2 separate regions of the Mus musculus genome follow, and region 1 is linked to region 2. Evidence: chromatin contacts called from public Hi-C data. All regions are on one chromosome and are shown on one strand. The core of a region is the stretch at or near the end of the contact, and the rest is flanking DNA. Distances in the headings are between cores, read along the strand shown. Region 1 has its middle 81 kb from the start of Gm31641. Region 2 has its middle 4.9 kb from the start of Gm41504.

Region 1 (6,498 bases), core at 2,894-5,393, 620 kb after region 2:
TCCTGGCATGAGTGGACCCTGCCTTGCCTGGGAAGAATGCTCAGGCTCTCTGTCATCATGAGAGGATGCTCATGAGGCCTTGGAAAGTCAGAGGGGGACTTTTTCAAGAGATTGTGCCAGGGATGCTGATGTTGGTTCTGGATGAAGGTATAAACTCCAGAAAAGAAATAGAGGGTGAAGGAGCTCTAGATGGGTGATTCGCCAGGATGAGGGGGCTGGAGCCACATGAGAGCAGCCACAGGACCTCTTCCTGGGAGATGCGGGTGACTTGGCATCAGAGTAGCGCAGGCCACACAAGCTCTTCAGATAATAGGTGTTTGGGTTTTCTTGGTAGCCTTTTCTGAGAGCCAAAGAAAGGGTCAGAAAGGGTCAGAATAAGCAGGAGAGTTCGGTCTTGATATGGCATTAAAAAGATGACTGACAGATGGAACAAGAGACATACTTGAGCCAAAGTCCAAGACAAATTAAAGAGTTCTCCACAGCACAATAGCTGAGCTCTGGAACCAGCTTAGGTGTCCATCAGCCGAGGGCTGGGTAAGAGAAACATGACTCACTCACTGAAGGAGAATAAAGTTACGCTATTTACAGGAAAAAATGCATGAAACTTGAGATCATTACATTAAGTGAATTAGATCATTCTCAGGAAGACTAATTTATTTTATCTCACTAGTGGTCCTTAGACCTTAAAAAAACATAAAACCTCGTGAGTGTGTGTGTGTGTGTGTGTGTGTGTGTGTGTGGTGTGTTTTATATATGTGTGTGTAGTTTGTATGTGTTATATATATGTTATATATATTGTTATATGTGTGTGATATGTGTGTTATATATGTGATATATATGTGTGTGCATATGTGTGTTTTACGTGTGTGTGTGTGTGTGTGTGTGTGTGTGTGTGTGTGTGTGTAAGGGTAAGTGTAGGGAACATGAATTAAACTAACCAGTGAAGAAGCTGGAAATAAAAGAGAGTGCTATGTTTTATGGGGCTCAGGTAGTTCAAGAGGACATGAGACTTCAGAATACAAGAGTTACTGGAAGAGTTAACATCATAGACAGACAGACAGAGGGATAAGAACACGAACAGACAGAGGGAAAAAAAGCACGTTGGGGGGTCTGAGAAAAGTTCAGGCCCCAGCACCAGAGATGTCAGGATGGTCTCTGAGACACTCAAAGCCCACATGGGTCAAGAGAGTGCTTCCTATACCTTGTGAGGGTGGCAGAGGCTCCTAGGAAGAGCCAAGAGCCCACCCTGATTCCTAGGGTGGAGGCAGGAAGGATATGAGAACAGCATGAGGCACCTCTTTGATGCAGACTCTGTTCTCAAGTGAGGCCTTGGCACCAGGAAGCACAGAGTCCCTGTAGAGTGACTGTCAACATCTGTGAGAAGAGGCCCGAGTAAGGGCTGAGCAGAGACCAGTCCTGACACTAAGTTCTTTCTGGAATGATGGGGGGGTGTGCGGTGGGTTGGAGGGGGCCTGAGGAACATGCTCAAATTGTGATATATACTGGCAAATAATCAATGAATAAATAGATGATCTAAAAGAAGGTACCGTCCGAGTAACACTGCTCAGTGACAGGGAGGCAAGTGGCCACGAGGAGGACCCAGGTCTCATCTCGGGGCTCAGTACTGACCCATACCTGGAGCTGTGGGCCAGCTAATGTAAAGGAGGGGCAGGGTAAACTCAGAGCTCCACCCAGCAGCACCTATGGCCAAGTGAGCCAGACTGAAGGAAAAGCCTCAAGCCTGACTTAGAGGGAGCTACTCATGGAGGCGGCAGGGGCATTCATACCCAGTAAACCAGATGCACCCAGGGCTGCCCCTGAGATTGCCCAGCACAGTAGAAACAACCCTAGGGTCACATGTGCAGTGTCAACTGGTTCTCTTGGTTAAGAGGACCTAGGGCCTGGGTGAAGTCCTCTCTGAGACAGCACAAGCCAGTCACCCTCCTTCCTCCATTGCTGGGGTTTAAGTGTATCCTCTCATGGACCAAATGTCAGGGATGTAATCTCAAGAGGGTTCTGCTCTTGAGAGGGGGTTGGTGCAGTTTTCCTGTAAGGAGCAGGGTATTTTAGAAGACCAAGCCTGGCCTTCCTTGGTGTGTCTCTGGTTTCCTCACCTCGCCACGTTCTTTTACAGATGCCTCTGCAAAGAACCTGTTCTCCATGTTGGAATACAGTTGAGAGAACACTCACCTGAGCTGGGACCAGGCTATTTAGACTTGCAACTTCCCAGTGAATTTCTTTTCTTTGTAAGGTTATCAGCTTAAGGTATTTTATGACAGTAATGGGTAGTTAACTGACATACCCAATATCCAGTGAGAAGATTCCTAAGAGAGTGACAGCTGTTCGCCCTGTCCTCCTACATTTCTGGCCCTCCCATCCCCACTCTGATTTGACGAGAGCCTGTTGATCTCAAAGCATTCCCAACAGCCATGCTCAAAGCTGCTGGTTTCAGAGAAGTTGGTTGAAAGTAGCTGTCATGGAGCCTCTGGTTACCCTCTAGAGCCAGGCTTCATTAACAACAGTCAGAAGCCCCTTAGCCCCTCCACACTACACTGCATCCTCTGATAGCGCCACATGCCTTGTCGCCTGGACTGCTGGCTCAGAAGCATTCAGGAGCTTTTGCCAGACAAGAAAGACCTCAGGCTCACCCTGGGCCCACACCCGAGTCTGTCTTTTATAAGATCTTAAAGCTACTTCCTTCAGGGCACATTAAACTCTAAGAATCTTTGGTCTCCTCGGTGTCAGCTGTGGTAACTGTACCTTCCCTACCAGTCAGTACCTTGGAGAAAAAAAGACAGACAGACAGAGGGAAGAGAGAAACAAAGGAAGGAAGAAAGGAGGGGAGAAGAAGAAAGGAGAGAAATGGGAGAAAGAAGAGAAAGGAGAACACAGGAGTTTAGGAAGAAGGAAGAGGTAAAGAAATAAAAGGATGCAGAGAAGACAGAAGGAGGCAGTGAGGGAAAGAGATTAAGATGGAAGGAATGGACAAAGGGATAGAGAGAAGAGAGAGTGGGAGACTGGGGAAGTAGGATGTGACAGGGAGAGAAAAGAGGAGAGAGATACAGAAAGGCAGAGACAGCGAGACACACAGAGATGAGAGAGATGCAGAGACAGACAGAGAGCCAGAGACAGAGAGAGAAAGAGAGAAAGGAGAGAGAAGAGATGAGAGAGACAGAGAGACACAGAGAGCGACAGAGACAGCAAGATACAGCGAGAAAGGGAAAAGAGAGAGAAAGACACACAGAGAGACAGAGACAGACAGAGAGACACACAGAGAAAGCGAGAGACAGAAAGAGAGAGAAGAGAGGAGAGATACAAAGAGAAACAGAGAGAAAGAGAGAAAGAGAGAGAGGAGAGAGAGAGAGAGGGAGGAGAGAGAGACACAGAGACAGAGAGACAGATTTCACGTTCAGCCTGATCTTTAACATCTAAAGCTTTAGCCAGTGGATGACACTGCAGGGTGGGACTAAGGACCTTGGAATGAGAGGCCTCCTTTTTCACTGCCTTCCTCTTCCTAAAACTCAAGCTTATTCACAGTTCCTGTAAAGGATATTAAGCCTCGGAGATTACAGGCACTTCGTCACTGGGGGATCGGGAAGGGGAAGGGATCGCACTAAACCTAGAGTTAGCCTGAGTGCAACTAATTGAAACCCTCAATTAATAGGATCAGCTTCCGCCTTCAGGACAAAAGCAAACACTACGAAGACAAATTAGCACTGGGATTTTTCCGTCATCCCCCTCTGGTGACATTCTGAACGCACTGACTACTGGGTACACAAGGAGCTTTGTGGGTTGTTGACAGCAGGCTGGGAAGACCAGGCTTGCCAGCCTCGCTCTGGATGGGCCTGCCACCTTAGCAGGCTGCGTCCTGTCTGAGCTTCATTTCTGGCCTGTGCAGTAGGGACTAAAATAACAACCATCTATTCAGAGAGCCTTGGCTGAGAGAAGTTGGGCTTGCTCCCAGGTCTGGGTTCCCTTCAACCTCCCTGTCTCCAGATCCTCCTGTCAAAGCACAGCTTGGGTGCACTGTACGCGCGCGCGCGCGCACACACACACACACACACACACACACACACACACACACGGTCTGAGTCCGCCAGCAGAGGGCGTGTTTTCCCCACAGCCTGGGGTTGAGGCGAAGGCTTTTTCTGTTTAAAACCAAAGCTACCCACAAAGGATGGGATAAGGGTAAAGAGTGCTACCGGAGGTGCTGAGCTGGTTTAGGAAACACTGGCACCACCTTCTGGAACATCGCGGTATTGACGTCCCCGTGGAAGAAAGCTGGTTTCCGGCAGGCATAGTGTGTCTTGCGCCAATCTTGGAACCTCAAGGCTCTAACAGTTTTCTTTTCTTTTCCTCTGTCATTTTCCAATCTCCTCTCACTCTTAGTTTTTCCAGCCAGGCTGACCTGGAATTTGCTGTGTAGCAGAGGGTGACCTTGAACTCCTGATACCCCTGCTTCCATTGCCCAAATGCTGGGATCAACAGGCACGAGCTACCTTACCTGCAGTTTTTCCTCTTATATTCCTGTACCTCCTGGGATATAGCCAGAGTCTTACGCATACTGAGCTAGTGCTTTAATTCTGTATGTATTCTATCTCAGCCTCTGGTAATCACTCTTTACCGGGGTTTTGCGTGTCTTCCTTCTGTTTCCCAATGCAAGCCTTTCCCTGACTGTCTGATTAAGCGCAGCCTCTATAGTGAGGACTCTGTGAGTGTTTTATGCTCCCCCTTCCAGTAGAGGGCCCTTTCATCTCACAGACTGTTCAAAGCTCTGTGGCAAGGCAGTTAGGTGCTGGCCCCGGAACTGAGAACTCCACCTCCAGTCAATGTTCTGTTTCGACGTGGTGACTTAGGCAGGTGAGAGTCCCTGTCGCCTCAGTTTCCTTGTCCATAACAAGGCTGACTGCAGAAGCCACCCGGAATAGTCAGACACCCAGAAACCAGGACCCTATTTTCAGACTCAGCTGGGGGCACCTGGGAGCAAGGGTGGAGCCTACAGCAGAACTAGAGATAGGACCAGCCTCTTCTCTGCCTGGCCAGACTCAGTTTCCTTGGCCACCTCGTTTAACAATTGGCTACTAAGTGAGCAGAGGCCATTATGTACTGTGTTAAAATAAGACCATTCCGGGCAGTCTGACTAAAATCATTCCCCATGCCTGTTTGCTCCATTAGATCACATGCATACATTTCCCCAGTTAAATTAATCGGAATGATGGACTCCATCTTTAAAGGCAATGGAATAATAAATTGCCGTTATCCAAACAGGGAAATAGGCTCTGTGGGAGAGCGTCACACCGCAGCTTCACGGTGCTCTACTACGCGAAGGTCTCCTTTCTACCCGCACTCTCTCACTCAGAGAAATCAGCCCTTTAAAATTGCAGGCGTCTGATGGAGCAATAGAGAATGAACCTACACAGACTGAAGGATGCTGGGAGTCCAGACCCACGCTTTGTGAAGAACCACAAGTCTGTGACCACAGAGATGTCTTGCCATCATGCTCTTCCTGAGGGCATCAAAGAATTGGTCTCTGCTATTACTGGAAACCCTGAGGGCAGCACCACTGGGCCACTTGGGCTGGCTCTCTTCCCCTCAGAGACTGCCCCTCTGCCCTGTTATTCAGTGGAGTAGCAAGTCCCATAGGGAAAGCCCAGTGATATAGTGGAGATGTGGGTCCATGTTCCGCCTCGCCGCTGGGGTGTGTGAACGCCGCTCCGGAAGACAAAATGCAGGGGCGCTAGGCTACGTTCCATCTTCATCACCATCTGGGTGTCTGGAACACTTGATACTCGCTCAGGGAAGATGGAAGGCAGCCTAAGATGGGGACCCCAACCCCGGTGAGAAACCGCACAGGCTGGAGCCAAGGCTGTGGTTCTCAAAGCTCCCAGGCACCCAGACGCTGCTGGACTTCATGAGATGGGAATGGGCCCCCTCAGGCCAGTGCTGAGCCTAGGGTTGGAGGGTGTGGGGAATCTGACTTAGCCTAGAGTGAACGTCTAGAGCTCAGGGGCCTTCTGCGCCGTGTGACTCTGTAATGAAGGCCTTTCCCCACATCAGGTCTTATGAGAGAGACAGTCCTTGCTTGTTCAAATTGTTTATTCATAGTGGAAAAATGGATGCATACAACTTACTCAGGGTGGACCAGAGGTTAAATACCTTTTGCAGGAGGGAATGTCTGGGAAAGGGAACCTTATTGGCTAAACCCTGAGGCGGCCCGTCTAGATACCCCATTAGCATGGAGAACTCTAGGCTCTAAGCTACATGACCAGTTGCCACGGTCTTCTTAGTGGGGTGTCGTGGTCACGTGCTCCGGCACAGGAACTGGATTGGGAGCAGATTCAATCGCCTTCTGTTATCAATTGTGAGACTTGCTGGGATTTCTTAATCTGCCCGACCTTCCCAGTTTTTCTGTCTAGTGATATGGTTCTCCTTGCCTCACATGGAGACAGTGACTGGATCTTGGAAGGTGAGGCCTGACAATCTGCAAGAGGCATAGTT
Region 2 (5,781 bases), core at 1,811-4,310:
TGTCCATTGCTTTTTTGATAAAATTCCCAGGCGTAACACACTCTCCCCCAGAAGAGTGTAATAGTGTTGGTCTGGTCTTTCCCAGCCAGAGCTTCCCTGCTTTCTTCCTTTCATGCTCTGAGAAGCTGATCCAGGTACCCTGAAGTCACTGGGAGGAAGAGGGGGGAAAAGGCAGTGGGTCAGAGGCCGAGTGAGGGCTGGAAGCAAGAGCCTTCGTGTTGCCACAGGAGGGTCTTGTGTTGGGACTAGAGGCTGTGTTGATGCCCACTTCCTCTTAGCACCTGCTAAAAAGCCGACCATTTCTTCCTGCCAAGAATTTTGGGACTGACATAGAAAGGACAGAACTGAAAAATTATAAGGGGTTTTCTTGTTTCTGTGTTTCTCTCTACTCACTTTTTAAGTGTTTCAAATTTTGATGTAAATTTGTATTATGTGTCTGTGTGTAGGTATATGCATGTGAGTGCAGTGTTCCTGGGGGCCATGAGAGGGCGCTGGAGATCCTGGAGCTGGAGTTACAGGCAGTTGTGTGTAAGCATATATTTTTTCCAACCTACTTTAACAAGTGTTCAACCTCCCCTCTAGCCTACCACCCACCAGAGGAAGTGGAAAGGAAAAGTTATTAGGACACGGGGGAAGTGGACCTGCTGAGAAATAGTTCCTTGTGGGAGAATCCAGTCTTCGTTGTCAGGATATCAGTAGCTGCAGTCCAGGCCTCTGGGCAGGCACCACACACGAACCAGCAAGGGCAGCTCAATCCAGAAGAAACCATAAGGCTTGCCAACCGGCCAGAGGCCACAGAAGTGGCAAGACGCTGCGGGAACCTCATGCAAAGTTCTTTGGTGAGTTTCTCACTATGGCATCACCATGAGTGAAGCTCAGCAATGCAGTGTAAAGCGAACTGATACATACCTGTCAGCAAATTGATACATACGTGTATACATACATGTTGGCAAACCAATACATACCTGTCATTAGCCAAGAAGAATATCCAGGTGGACCAAAGCTAACCAAGGCTCCAAGCTCCCACTGCCTGTGGGGACATATTTACACCATCAAGTGTCCTTTCACCTGGGTCTGCTTCAGGAAAACCTTCCACGTGTCCACTTTAGCAAAGCATCCCATCATCTGTGTGCCCCAGCAAAACCTCATTTGACATAACTGGCTTTCCAAAAAAACCAGAAGGTTCCACCTCGGTTGTGAGCCCTCTGATGTGGGTGCTGGGAACTGAGTCGGGTCTTATGCAAGAGCAGTCTTATCTCCTCTCGTCACTCTCTACTTCGCCGCCGTTTAGGACAAAGCCTCTTCCTGAACCGAGAGCCTAGCAATTTGGCTAGACTCCCTGGCCAGTGAGCGTCAGTGATCCCGTTGTCTACCTCCTGTTCCCTAGTCCTGGGGTTATGGGGACCTGCCACCATGGGGGGCTTTCCATGTAAACTGAAGTCAGGCGGTTGAGGGTTCAATGCCCCTAACTTTGACTTCTTCTTCCTGCTCAGGTTTGAGGACTTCCCCTAACTTCTGAGCCATTAGCTTCTCTCTGACTAGGGTAGGCTCTGATTAGTGTCCTCTCATGGTGTACTCTGCCCTCCTGTGACAAGTATGTGCCCACGATCCCTCTAAGCATTGCCGTTCCTGCTGTGGCCCTGAAGTTGGTCTAACCCCTGTCTAAGGACATACGGTTGAGTCTGTGGCCATGATATCAGGGACTCCTGGGGTTCCTAAGCTGCTTTTAAGGTACCTGTGGTGTCAGAAGGCTTTATTCATAACAGCCCTAAGGCTGTTCAACTTTCTTCCCTCCTGAACATTTTTCAAGGACTCCATGACTTGTGACAGAGGCACAGACCGGCCACGGGAGCAAGACTCTAGAATGACACATAATGCCAAGTGTGAAGCTCTTATTCTAGAAAATGTGGGTTTTTTTTTCCCCCATAAGAGTGTCATGTATATGGGCACTGATTTTCTTTTTAAATTTAAACAGTTTTCTCAGTTTCAATATGGCAAAGATTGAGTGCCATCTCTCATGTAAACAAAAGCTTCCTGGCATCTTAGAAGAAGGCTTTGAGCCTGAGTTTCTCTGCTTTCCCTCTGCATACCTTAGGTAGAAAGAAAAAAGGAAGATTGTGAACGTTCCCCGGGCCACATTTGGCCTGTGCTCAGTGTGAGGGGCTCAGTGGGACTGCTTGAACTTCATGGTATTGCAATCTCATGGGCATGGAGCCTTGATGGTCACCTACTCCGACTCCTTTGGGCCCTTTCAAGACACCTTGCATAATAGATCCTGAGACACACTGGTGACACACAAGGTATACTATATGCAACGTGAGGCAGAACAAATGGCCCATAGTGAGACTACTTGCATAGGCAGTAACAGGGTAGGGAGGGTCCTAATCCAGTATGCTTGGTGGCTAGACTAGACCTGCCGGGAAGAGTGTGTAGAGAGGAGAAAGACATCGGGGTGTGGCTCCAATCCTGTAACTAAAACTTGGCAATGACCTGGTCTGGAAGGTGGGTCTGGTGCCTTTGAGGGCACACCCCTGCTGATAATGTCAAAGACAGACTCCAGAACTGTTAGAGAGGATGATTCTGCTACTTAAATCCTGAGGTCAGGAAGCCTGTGAATGACGATGCTGGACTTGCCTGTCACAGAGAGCAGTTCTCATTGGAGAGGTTGTCTGTTAGTCCCACTCATTCCTGTGCAGGGAAGAATAGCCTTCAGGCAGAGTTGGTGAGACTGCCTTTAGCCCAATGTTGGAAGCTTCTTCCTGGGCTGTGGGCTACCTCTGCAGCAAGCAAGCTCTCGAGAGCTGATTTACACAGATCTCATGACCTGGCCCCCCAGAGCTATCATGAAACAGCAAGATGGCCTGGGTCATTCATGGCTCTGGGAGGCTACAGGCCAACCAGGGCAAGCCTTACCCTTAACCCTGGGAGCTCACAAGTGGGACATAGTTCCAGAACTCTGCATCGTTTGTGAAGCTTTGGGAGGGGGGGGATCCTTTAAAGGCACCCACCGAGTCTTTGTGTGCTGGGGTAGGCTGCAAACAAGTTATTCTGAGCCAGCACAGGCTGTGCTGTTAGCAGTAATAGTATTTTACTGCTGGTATCCTGGAGAAATGTTGGGTTGGGGGAGAAGAGCAGAGATGAGTTTAAAAATAGAAAGCTGTAATTAGCCAAGCATGGGTTTGTTCTTGAAGGCATCAATTACTACGGCAACCACACACCCCAGATTCTGCAGGGCAGGCTCCGTGAGTGGATCCTGACTTTTTACAGGAATTAGGCTCTGCTGAGTGTCTAATGGGATTTAACATTGCACAGGTCTGTGTTGCCACTGACACATTAATTCACAGTCGCAAACAAACTCCATGTCATGTCATGACTCTGCCTTTTTGTTATGGAAAAAAAAAAGTCATCCTGGTCTGATGCCCTGGGCTGTGGTCCTGTCCTGTGGTTGAGAACCAATTATGAAGAATTAGGAAGGTGTTTGTCAAATGCAGGGCTCTGGAAGTCTAAGGTGGGAGTCCCACCTAAGTTTTTGGCTTAACGTTTTGTGGGATACAGAGCCAAGGAGCTAGCTTTCCAGTTTCTGCTGTACTGGGCACAGACCATCTTCCAGAGGGCTGCCCGGCACAGACATGTAATCTGCTCTTTCTTCTGTCAGGCATGCAGGTGCCCGCTGGGTATGTGCTTAAAGGGACACATCAGAGTCTGGGGGACCAGAGAGAAGGAGCATTCCTGTTAGGGACAGAGGGTGCTGCTGCTGTAAGCCATAAACTCAAGGACACATATGGGGCTGGGAAAGTTATTTTCCATTTCCTGCAGATGACAGAGAGGCCAAGAGTCTAGGCGTCAAGGACTGGGAGAAGGTGGGGGAGCCCCCCTGCAATGGTGGGGGAGCCCCCTGCAATGGTGGGGGAGCCCCCCTGCAATGGTGGGGGAGCCCCCCTGCAATGGTGGGGGAGCCCCCTGCAATGGTGGGGGAGCCCCCCTGCAATGGTGGGGGAGCCCCCCTGCAATGGTGGGGGAGCCCCCTGCAATGGTGGATGGTCACTTTATCAATAGAAATCTATATTTCCCTCACTTTTAGTCTTGCTGTAAATACCTGCTAGAAAGGGACATTTGATCTAGGTCACAGTTCTCAACCTGTGGGTCACCTTTGGGGTTGAATGACCCTTTCATAGGGGTCTCCAAGACCATCAGAAAACAGATATTTACATCCCGATTCATAACAGTAGCAAAACTGCAGTTATAAAGTAGCAATGAAAATAACTTTATGATTGGGGGTCTCCACAACGCAAGGGACTATATTACAGGGTTGTAGCATTGAGAAGGTTGAGAACCACTGATCTAGGGAATTAAAAACAATTATTAAAAATTTTATAACAATATATTTTGATTATATTCTTTCCTCTCCCCCAACATTTCCCAGATCCTTCCCACCTCCCTACCTAACCAACCGTACATTTTCTCTTCCTGTAAAAACAACCCCACCTAAGTAAAACAATATACAAAAAAAAAAAGTAAAAACAATAAAAAGAAAAGAAACCCCAAATCACCAAACAACGAAACTAAACCCACAAAACATGGAGGTCTGTTTTGTGTTGACCAAGTACTCCTAGGCACAGGGCCTGCCCTGGAGTGTTGTTGATGTGGCCAGTGTCACTCCTTTGAGGACCTCTCACTTGCAATAACTTCTTGGTCAGGGGCGGGGCTTTCGGTTCACTTCCCCTCTTAGTGCTGGGACCTGGTCTGGCCTGACTCAGTGCAGGGCTTCCAGGAGCTGTATTGTCTGAGTTCACCCGTGCTGGTTCCTGGGAGTCAGCCTCTCACTCTTACAGTAATTCTGTCTTTTCTTCTGGTAGATTTCTGGGTTTTGAGGAAGGGGTCCGATGAAGATATCCCAGTTAGGGCAGAGTGCGTTAGGGAGGTCTCTCACCCTCTGCACATTGCCCAGGGGTATTTTGTCACCATCTGCTGCAAGAGGGAGATTCTCTGATGAGGGTTGAGTGATGCTCTGACCTGAGTCACAGCTGGTGTGACAGCTGTCTGGTCCAGGGACTTTTTTTTTCTTTTTTCTTTTTCTTTTTGGTTTTTTGAGACAGAGTTTCTCTGTGCAGTCCTGGCTGTCCTGGAACTCACTCTGTAGACCAGGCTAGCCTCGACCTCAGAAATCCACCTGTCTCACCTCCCAAGTGCTGGGATTACAGGCGTGCGCCACCACTGCCCGGCTAGGTCCAGGGACTTTTGTTGGAAATAAGAGCTAAAATAACGATGGACACATGGAGTCTACAAGGAAGGCTGACCTGACCTGACTTAACTCCTTGCCTCCCAAGCATCCCATGGTTCAGCAGTTAAGAGTGCTGCCTTCTAGCCTTCAGACGACTGGCTTGTACATTGGCCCGACGTCCACTCAGCTTCGGGAGGCAGTATCTTCAGACACTAATGTTTGGGGGTCTGAAAGTATGTTCTGTGGGCACCAGTACCCACAGCTGCAGAAGCCCGTGAAGCACAGAATTCCAGCCTCTTCTGACGAAGATTTCAGAGTGGAGGAATGTAGGGAATCTGCATTTGTTACCATACGTAACTCCTTGATTTTCTTGTGCAGCATCTTAACAAGTGGAGCTGAGCTCTGAGCACCCCTACCCTGCAGTCCCTAAATGGGGAGTATTATTTTCAGAGCTCTGAGGCGATGCGTCTGAATTCCTTTGGTCTGAGTGGCATGGCCATGTGTGTCTTTATAAGGCCAGGGCCCTGCCAAAAGATAACCACAGGTGGATCCAAACGGCT

The links. A called contact is a pair of places that touch in the nucleus more often than the background predicts.
Region 1: a contact with region 2 is called in a Hi-C map of cortical neurons, with 3 times the contacts expected there. The contact joins two enhancer-like sites. A contact is called at or near these places in 8 of 484 Hi-C or Micro-C datasets (CD4 T cells, Th1 cells, cerebral cortex and 2 more) and 6 of 115 datasets of contacts at active chromatin or transcription factors (astrocytes, embryonic basal ganglia, embryonic fibroblasts and 3 more).

Annotation. Positions count from the first base shown.
Region 1 is chr16:95,337,463-95,343,960 of GRCm38.p6, forward strand. No RefSeq gene overlaps it. Among named protein-coding and RNA genes, the nearest start is that of Gm31641, 81 kb to the left of the region's middle. Within about 2 kb of position 4,144, at least 55 of the 459 cell types and tissues checked have an H3K27ac peak or open chromatin away from gene starts, as enhancers often do. A contact at or near this core is called in cortical neurons, where this site is marked.
Region 2 is chr16:94,715,956-94,721,736 of GRCm38.p6, forward strand. No RefSeq gene overlaps it. Among named protein-coding and RNA genes, the nearest start is that of Gm41504, 4.9 kb to the left of the region's middle. Within about 2 kb of position 3,061, at least 12 of the 459 cell types and tissues checked have an H3K27ac peak or open chromatin away from gene starts, as enhancers often do. A contact at or near this core is called in cortical neurons, where this site is marked.